Regions from separate parts of the Triticum aestivum genome. Here region 2 is linked to region 1. The links are chromatin contacts, called in public Hi-C maps. All regions are on one chromosome and are shown on one strand. Each heading gives the region's core, a stretch centred on a gene start, on an enhancer-like site or on the middle of the called end of the contact. The rest is flanking DNA. Distances are from core to core; before and after follow the strand shown. Region 1 holds the start of LOC123123987 (F-box protein PP2-A13). Region 2 has its middle 210 kb from the start of LOC123123987.

The links. Hi-C and Micro-C count contacts between places; a contact is called where the count stands out from the background.
Region 2: a contact with region 1 is called in a Hi-C map of leaf, with 5 times the contacts expected there. The contact joins the enhancer-like site here to the promoter of LOC123123987 in region 1. A contact is called at or near these places in 3 of 5 Hi-C or Micro-C datasets (leaf and an unstated tissue).

What each region holds. Positions count from the first base shown.
Region 1 is chr1B:359,408,838-359,413,721 of IWGSC CS RefSeq v2.1, reverse strand. LOC123123987 (F-box protein PP2-A13) reads left to right here and starts at 3,178. Exons shown (of 3, transcript XM_044544669.1): 1 at 3,178-3,867; 2 at 4,256-4,374. The coding sequence starts at 3,532.
Region 2 is chr1B:359,620,704-359,625,492 of IWGSC CS RefSeq v2.1, reverse strand. No RefSeq gene overlaps it. Among protein-coding and RNA genes, the nearest start is that of LOC123123987, 210 kb to the right of the region's middle. Within about 2 kb of position 2,547, at least 1 of the 8 cell types and tissues checked has an H3K27ac peak or open chromatin away from gene starts, as enhancers often do.

The sequences.
Region 1 (4,884 bases), core at 1,929-4,428:
AGTCCTCTCAGCAAATATGGGACAAGCCATATCCGCTCCCCCCTAGATGGGTTAGGAAAGTTTTCCGCTTGCTCCCCGCCGTTATAGGTGGCTAGTCCGGCTCGGACGAGGACCATATATGCAGGTGGAAGAAACCCTTGGGTCTGCAACTCTACTAAATGGCTATGGGGGACAGAACACTTTTTCCAATCACCCGGCGCAGAGCTACAGGAGCAAGAAGAGGAGCTGCGGCGACCGGCCATGATGGAATGGTTTTCCGGACGCGCTCTGTTGGATGCTTGCTTGGGGGAAGATGGTGAGATTTGGATCTGAGGATCCCCATCTCTTCAAATAGACGGTTCACTTACAGGGTTATGGTGGCAAATGTAAAAATGCCCCGGCTCCTCGTATTCACTCGACACATGGAGATAGCCGTTATTGAAGCACAAAAGCCGAGGAGTACGACATTAATGGGAAGCCGGACACTGTTCGCTATGACAGGTACTCTGGTTTTGGAGAAGAACCCACCTTGCAATGCCAAAGACAATCTGCGCGCCGGACTCATCGTCATTGAAGCATGGTTCAGGGTCTACTGAGGGAGTCCTGGATTAGGGGGTATCCGAACAACTGGACTATATACTTTGGCCGGACTATTGGACTATGAAGACACAAGATCGAAGACTTAGTCCCGTGTCCGGATGGGACTCTCCATTGTGTGGAAGGGAAGCTTGGCGATTCGCATATTAGATCTCCTTCTTTGTAACCGACTCTGTGTAACCCTAACCTCCTTCGGTGTCTATATAAACCGGAGGGTTTAGTCCGTAGGACAAGAACAATCAGAATCATAGGCTAGCTCCTAGGGTTTAGCCTCTACGATCTCGTGGTAGATCAACTCTTGTAATACTCATATCATCAAGATCAATCAAGCAGGAAGTAGGGTATTACCTCCATCGAGAGGGCACGAACCTGGGTAAAACATCGTGTCCCCTGGCTCCTGTTACCATTAGCCTTAGACGCACAGTTCGGGACCCCCTACCCGAGATCCGCCAGTTTTGACACCGACAGCGGCATCCGGCGGAGGGAGAGGTCAACACGGGCGTCGACTGGTACGGGGTCAACGGCTACCGGAGGAGGACGCCACGGGCACTCGCGCGGAAGTGCGACAAACCTCGAATCGGCAGTGCCTCGACGTCGAGGGGGGCCTCCTGGAGCCAGGCCGAGTCGTCGGCAACGAAAGTGAGCGCGCCGAGTCGGAACTCGCGGCCCATGATCAAACTGCCGCCGGAAACCATGTTGATGAAGACTGAAGAAAATGCAACCTCGCCAGAAGTCGTTAAGACGCTTTGCCCCACGGTGGGCGCCAACTGTCGTGGTACTAAGACTGACAGTAAGAGTAGGGGTTACATATGAGGAGGCAAGGCCCTAGCTACGGTGAGGTTGTACGCAAGTGTTTACGAGTTCAGGCCCCTCTCGGAGGAGGTAAAAGCCCTACGTCTCGGTGCCCGGGGGCGGTCGACTGAATTATAGTATGCGTGTGTGTTACAGGGGGTGCGAACCCTTGTGCCGGAGGAAGGGGGTGGCTTATATAGAGTGCCCCAGGACCCAGCCATCCCCCGTTACAGAGAGTTTAATGTACATAAAGAGAGGGCATTACTAATAATGCCAGCTATAAAGTGCTATTAATGCTTTTGAAGACTACGGAGTGAATGCTTGACCGTTGCTGTTCTGTGCGACTCCTGGTCTTCAGTAGGTCGAGTGGTTTCTTGTATGGTCGAGTGATATCGGGAAGGAGGGGTACCCGAGTGATATGACTGGTCGAGTGGATTGCACTCGACGTCTTCAATTGGTATTCTCTACTATCTCTGGGGTGCCCTTACTTCTAGGATAGTGACCTTAGGTAGGGTGTATAGGTCAGGCTTGTGAGCCTACCCTAGGTCTATATCCTCCTCATCGATCGATCATGATAACCCGAAAGACGAGACGAAGCGTCGGACCCGTGCTTATCCCGCGATCAAGGTGTTTAGGTGCTCATCGGCGACCGGGGCATGGTGGTGGAAATACGAAATTTCGGACCAAATAGTAGTGTGTGCATTAACACCCCCCACTTCCGCCTCACAAATATAAGATATTCTAATTTTTTTGAATCAGTCATGTATAGTCACGTTTTAGTGTGTTTGTTCGTTCATTTCAGTCTGTATTTAGTTTATATTAAAATATCCAAAACATCTCATATTTGTGAACGGAGAAAGTAGTTATGATCCACTGACACACAGATCATGCTGACTTATAGCGATAATGAGTTTGCCTTCCTCTGTTTTAGCCTCCTATTTTTTGGGGCAATTCTTCGTTCTACACAGTTTTGACGATCAAATTCTTACCGGTCGTGCTGGAGTGTCAATACATTTCGTGAAAGTACCAATAGAAAGCACACTGGGAACAATTTGTCATGATTTCTAACGTTCCTTTCATGCGTAAGTGGATAACCAATTAGCCATGCTCTCTACTGTCAAACGCCCTACAACGCGTCAACCCCGTGACCCACTAATTTAATCTAATTTCATGCGTATATATACGTACCTACTGTACTAATACTAAATTAGAAAACCGGAAAGGAAATTATTCATCGCAAAAAAAAAAACCAGAAAGGAAATCCGTGTGCGACATGCCGGGCATCGACACTCCCATCTAGTCCCAGTTTAGCTCCGTGCCGTGGCAACGCGGTCTCGCGATTCGCGTGCGTGCGTGCATGCGGTAATTGAGCCGGATTTGGATAAGTATAGATAATCCCGCCAACCTGTCCGTGCGAGCCATGCCATGGAAGTCTCCAGGCGCGACGGGGCTGCTTCGTTCCCTCCAGCTGTACGCCACTCCTGCACCCACCGCACGGGCCCGTACCCATGGACCGCCCTGGTAGCCCACAGCCATCATCAGCCCCGTGCAGCGGACCGCGTCCACGGACGTCCCGTGTTAATGGCGGCAATTAATCCACATCATATCCAACCTGTTTAAACATTAAATCCCGAGTGGGGCGCGATATGGTCCCGACATTTACGAACGTGCCCTTCGAGATATTATCGCTGGCGCGCAGCGTCACCAACAGGTCCATCGAGAGGTAAAAAGCGTAATTACCGAGCACTTTCAGGGGGTAGAAACTAGAAGGAAACTAGAAAGGCAGCGTGAACTGCCCATGAAACCCTATCCACGGCCCATTAACCGCCCCCCTTCCTTCCCCCGGCTCGCCGTCTATTTATTCCCTTCGGCGACGCTTCCTCCGTCCTTCCGGTTCGTTTATTTATTTTCCCCCCTTTCCTTCTCCAACGACGCATTGCTTTTTCCTCAAGCGGGCGAACAAATTCCCAGAGGATTCCATTCGTGCGCGGGCGGGCGTGATCGCGAGCTTCCATTACGGGCGCGGAATCGGGTGCTGGTCGATCGAGGAGCTCCTTCGATTCGGGGATCGGCTTCTGCGCGGGATTCGGTTCCCATCTGCTGCTACAAAGGGTGTGCGGGGCGGGCCTCTGAGGTCGTTGCGACTGGAGGAGGCAAGGAGCCATGGGGGCGGGGGTCTCGAGCTTTTTCTTCGGCGCGGCGGCGGAGGCTGCGCCGGGTGCTGCGGGCCTGGGCGACCTGCCGGAGCTCTGCGCCGCGCAGGTGCTGCTCCGCCTCGACGCGCCGGAGATCTGCCGACTCGCGCGCCTCAACCACGCGTTCCGCGGCGCCGCGGGGGCTGACTTCGTGTGGGAGGCCAAGCTGCCGGAGAACTACCGCCACCTGATCGGGTACGTCGAGGGCGGGGGCGAGGAGGGCAGGCGCCGGCGGAGGCGGGCCGGGACCAAGGAGATCTACGCCAGGCTCTCCAGGCCCGTCTCTTTCGAAGACGGCACCAAGGTCAGATATTCTTCCAGAGGAAATATAGGTCCCTTTCCGTGTGCTTGTCTATGATTTTTTTTTCGTGTGCACCTCAGGGGATTGTCTATAACCAAATAGTGTCGTGCTTGAATCATTGTTCTTTTCCGGGTCTGATGTCTGAATCGTTACAAAGTTAATTAGTGTTAAGGGGGAGAACTCATGTATGTTTTTCTTACCGTAGCAAATAGTATGCACGTTTTGTTTTCTGAAAATACGTCACAAATTGGGGCCTGAATGCCTCATTTATTTTTTCTCTGAAATTTATAACAATTTCAGCACCGAAAACGCCCTTGGTTCCTTTTTATCTACGGCCTAGAACTATTTTTAGTGCTAAATGGCTTATATTTTGTGTGCTTTGTAATTGCAGGAATTTTGGCTAGAGAAGAGCAAAGGTAGGGTTTGTATGGCGCTATCCTCCAAAGCTCTGGTCATAACTGGCATCGATGACAGGAGATATTGGACACACATGCCGACCACAGAATCGAGGTAAAAATCCGATCTCGCACTTACCACAGTATATTCTTTTCAGTTTGTGTTAGAAAGATGTGATGTTTTGAGTTGCAACTTGCAATTAAATGCCGCAACAACATACTTAATGGTGAGATTGAGCTGTTCGTTGTTTGTGGTAGAAGATGGGAAATAGTACACGCCTACTTCTGCATGCTTCTTCCCCTGAGCACAAGAGGCATTTGAGAATTATGCACCTGTCCATTTAAACATGAAAATTTTGTCCGCTGTTCCCAACATACACACTACTATTAGTGGATGATTAGTTTTACATATGCTCATTCGCTTGCTGCTCTGGCAGACACATAAATTCAACATAGGCTAGTGATGATTGCTTTTATCTTATCAGCGCTATCAAAAAGCTAATGTAGACGCAGTCCTTCCAAATGATGGCAGTAGATATATGTACCTACTTTGTGCCTATGGAATATATCAGACTGTGATACCTCAAGCAAATGTTTACATCTGTGCAGTATCTTTCAATGTAAT
Region 2 (4,789 bases), core at 1,298-3,797, 210 kb before region 1:
TACAAGAATCTATTATGGGCAGATGTCTCGCAAACGAGTTGTAGTTTTATTTGTGAAAGTAGAGCATTGAATATTGATGCGCACAACCTTGCCAAACACTCTGTGTTGCTTGATCGGGGTCGCCACTTGTGGCTCATTTTCCCGCATGACCCAACTTGTATCGGTCTTAATGTCCAAATAAACAAAAAGCTCACACAATTTTCTCAAAAAAAAAAAGAGAGAAGAAGATCAAAACCATTTGTGGTGCAGGCCAGAATCTTTTGGTTTGGGAGATGGCTCTATTGTTCCCTCGTATGAATCTTTTGGTCCTGGAGTACAAATCCAGAGTAGATCAGCAAGTCATCAAGATTGACATGAAACGTGAACAGGCACGCCTCCCTTGTCTCGCTGCAGTACAAAACGTGCCCACGATAGAATGCGGTAGAGCTGTGACTGTTCCGAAAGTGTCTGAGTTGATTGTGGCGATAAACCGTTGCAGTTGTGACCACTTGAGCTCTCTCCCGAAACGTGCCCGACCGGTCCCATGAGCGATCAAGACGGGCAAGGACGACAGGCGGAATTAATCCACCGGCGGCACCGCTCGTCGACACGCACGGTTCGGGCCTAGCCGCCAACGCCCACCCCTATCCAACGCTCCTCGACGAAACAGCCAGCGAAAGGTCCCCCATCATCGACTTGACTCGAGCGGCTGGCTGGCTGGATACGGGTCCGGGGCGATACGTACGTACGACGATCGCGAGGCCTTGAACGTCGCCAGCCGCACGCACCCGGCGGGCCAAACAAGCCGTACCTCTACCAGCTCTCAGTCTCAGCCTGTGATGCGGGCGAGGCTATCCGATCCCTCGTCGACCTCCTTATCATCATCGGCCTGTGTTGTGTCGGCGTCCCGTGCCGTGCCTATCTAGCTATCCTGTCGTTCGGTATGATGCGTGCAGCCGTGTCAACTTGCATGGCGCTGGTGGCGCCCGCCTAAGATGGATGGATCGACGTTCACCGCTCGGCTGTGTGACGGGACTGCCACGGGCGCTCACCGCGGCGGCACCGACTGCGCCGCTCACTTCCCTCGGCTATGTATAATTTGGCGAATCGCACCAGCTACGCACTACGTTAATTCTGGATGACCAATTGACCACCACGCTGCTAGCTAGCTAGCTGTGTGTTTACTAATGGTGTAGTTCATGTGCTCAGTGGCGATCGACGTGAGTATGGTTGCTCGAAAAGCAGGAGCGCATATCGATACTGTATATCCACACCACATGTTAGCACCACGCGGGAGTAGATTATACGTACACTACTACTCTGCCTCTGCGTTAGGTTAGGTTATAGTATAATCATGTGCCGAACACTAGTGCTATGTTGTCACTGATGAGTTCATTGGCACATGGAGCCACGCGCCCATGGGAAATCTTTTTTTTTCATGATAATACGTGTCTCATTCATATCATAAAGATTAAAGTACAAGTCACGTAAAGATCGACATGACAAAACTGAAAAGATAGTAAAACTTCTCTGAGCCTGAAACCAACGCCCATCACCTGCCTCCGGCACCACAACAGCAGTCACCAAAGAAAAGAATGATGAACCACCTCCTCACCCGAGCTCGAGCGGCTCCATCGCTGATATGCAACTTTGCGGATCTTTAAGGTGGCTCACCAAAAGTGAAGCCCTTACCGTTGAATGAATTAGACCGGGGCAACACCCCGGACACGCCATCCAACTCCAGATCTTTGCACCCCACCGCGACTAAGACGCCGCAGAAGAAAATCTTACCTGCCATCCACGAACCACGAACCCAGCATATGTTCCGTCTTGCAGATGTCGTCGATGCAGACCACAATCTGCATCCGCTCCTGGACTACCTCCCAAGCTCCGCGCCGACGCTGGAGCAAACGTCGTCGCAACGGCGGAGCCTGAGGACATAGGTCCACCATGAGGATGCCTCCGCCGTCACGTCATCCTTACTTGAACAGACTGGTTTTCAAATGTATCCCCAACCATAGGACCGATGGCCTTGTCAAGGAAGGATCCAAAAGAATCTTTATTCAGCGCTCTCATCATTCCGCCGAAGCAAAGACGATGAACAACCTAAAAAACCTAGACTATGAGGGAGTAAAAACAATCCACACACGTGAATCCGGCGACCTCCTCACCACCGACGACCTAGGTCGCCGGCAAAGGGGAGCCGTCGGAAGACGACGCTGGAAGATTGGTCTCTCCTCACGGTGGCTAGGTTTGAGCCGCCAGGAGAAAAACCATTGGCTCTGGGCGCTGTTGTGCGCCCACGCGAAATCCAGATGGACAAAACCACCAACATCAACTGTCTCCCGTCGTTTCCCGCAAAAAAAGAAAAAAAAAACTGTCTCCTGTCGTACGCCGTGCTGCGTTGGAGCTGAGTCAGCTGACAATGACGCGGTCAGCTCAAGGCAATGAGCCCTGCACGGATGGATCCCGAACTACGAGTGCTAGATAAGTATACATCCGGGTTGTGGCCGCCGAGATCGAACAGCCGCCTGTCGGCGATCCGGTCAGTTCCCACAGCTCAATCAACTTTCACTTGTCTGATCTGTTCAGCGGCCTAGTTTTACTTCTTCTTGGGTAAATTATTGTGTCCGGTATGGTCAACGCTTAAACATATCGAGCCATCAACATGGCATCATCAACCCTATGCTAAGCTAATCCCTACAAAAACCTTGCACGTCTCCAAAAGCTCTCGTCCACGCCCAGTGCTGACTGTAATTCTGTGATATTTTGGGATATTTGTGCATGCGAGGGACGCTGGCAGCAGCGAGCGAGGCTCATGCATGGGGCTTGTTTGTGACGCTGTCAAGCTGGCTAAGGTTGCAAAACCTAGCTGGCGATCTCGACGTCACGCTAATTTCATCGCGCGACCCCATCCGGTCTGGCCCCGTCCGTTTAGGAAAAAACGGACAAACCAGACGGTCCAGCGTGCGACGACCTGTACCCATCAGGTCCGTTTTGGGTCCGGGCTGACCCATTTCGAACGCAAACATGCGCGTGGTTTAGGTCGAGGCGGACAGCAAACGGACGTCTCGCTCGTCCGCGTCGGGGCCACATGGCACGCGGCCACCTACCTCCCCACCATTCGACATTAATGCGCACACGCGGTCGGCCCCACATGTCATCCGCCCAGCGAACGGTCGTCGTCCTTCTTAAATGGAAAACCGTGGATTGGTTGCCGTCCACACTCCCCACTCGAGCTCGTGCTACCTCCTCGAAACCCGACATGGCCAAACCCTAGCCTAGCTCTCCCTCTTCCCGTCCTTGATGTCGCCGGTCGGCCGCCTCGTAGCCATGGGGTTCTGGAACACCGGCCGCAAGGGGAAGCACGAACGCGAGGCTCGCTCGTCCTTGGGCCGTCGCGGCCGCGACATCAAAGAGGAGCCTGCATCACCACCGCGTCGGGCCCCCACGCCGCCCGCATTCTCCATCGCACCCACGGCCGCCGGCGAGCGCGACCGGCACTACATCGGCGTGGATGTATGCCGGCGTTATTGGGAGACGAGGACGCCGCTCCCCTGGAGCAACGCACACATCCCCAACAACTGGCATCTCTCTGCCGACCGGGTGCCGATCCCGCCGGTCCCGACAAACGGTCGTGCCCAACGCCAGGAGATCGAGCGTCGCGCTGCTGTCGGTGTCAAAACCGGCAGATCTCGAGTAGGGGGTCCCGAACTGTGCGTCTAAGGATCGAAGGTAACATGAGGCAGGGGACACGATGTTTATCAAGGTTTGGGCCCTCTTAATGGAGGTAATACCCAACTTCCTGCTTGATTGACTTTGATGTGTATAAGGGTTACAAGAGTTGATCCACCTCGAGATCGTAATGGCTAAATGATGTCTACTACACAACCTTCTTCTTGTAGGCGTTGTTGAGCCTCCAAGTGCAGAGGTTTGTAGGACAGTAGCAAATTTTCCTCAAGTGGATGACCTAAGGTTTATCAATCCGTGGGAGGCATAGGATGAAGATGGTCCCTCTCAAACAACCCTGCAACCAAATAACAAAGAGTCTCTTGTATCCCCAACACACCCAATACAATGGTAAATTATATAGGTGCACTAGTTCGGCGAAGAGATGGTGATACAAGTGCAATATGGATGGTAGATATAGGTTTTTGTAATCTGAAAATATAAAAAGAGCAAGGTAAGAAGTGGTAAAAGTGAGCGTAAATGGTATTGCAATGCTAGGAAACAAGGCCTAGGGTTCATACTTTCACTAGTGCAAGTTCTCTCAACAATAATAATATAACTGAATCATATAACTATCCCTCAACATGCAACAAAGAGTCACTCTAAAGTCACTAATAGCGGAGAACAAACGAAGAGATTATTGTAGGGTACGAAACCACCTAAAAGTTATCCTTTCTGATCGATCTATTCAAGAGTCAATAGTAAAATAGCACGAAACTATTCTTTCCGTTTGATCTATCCTAGAGTTCGTATTAGAATAACACCTTAAGACATAAATCAACCAAAACTCTAATGTCACCTAAATACTCCATTGTCACCTCAAGTATCCGTGGGCATGATTATACGATATGCATCACATAATCTCAGATTCATCTATTCAACCAACACAAAGAACTTCAAAGAGTGCCCCAAAGTTTCTGTCGGATATCGGGTTTCGGCAAAACCCTTGAGGTTCGAACACTGGGGTGCGCACAAAGATTTCCCCCTACCGAATCTTGCTCTCAGCCTCGTCGCGATCCCTAAGCTTAGTAGATGAACTCACAGCACAAGAGACACAAGATTTATACAGGTTCGGACCACC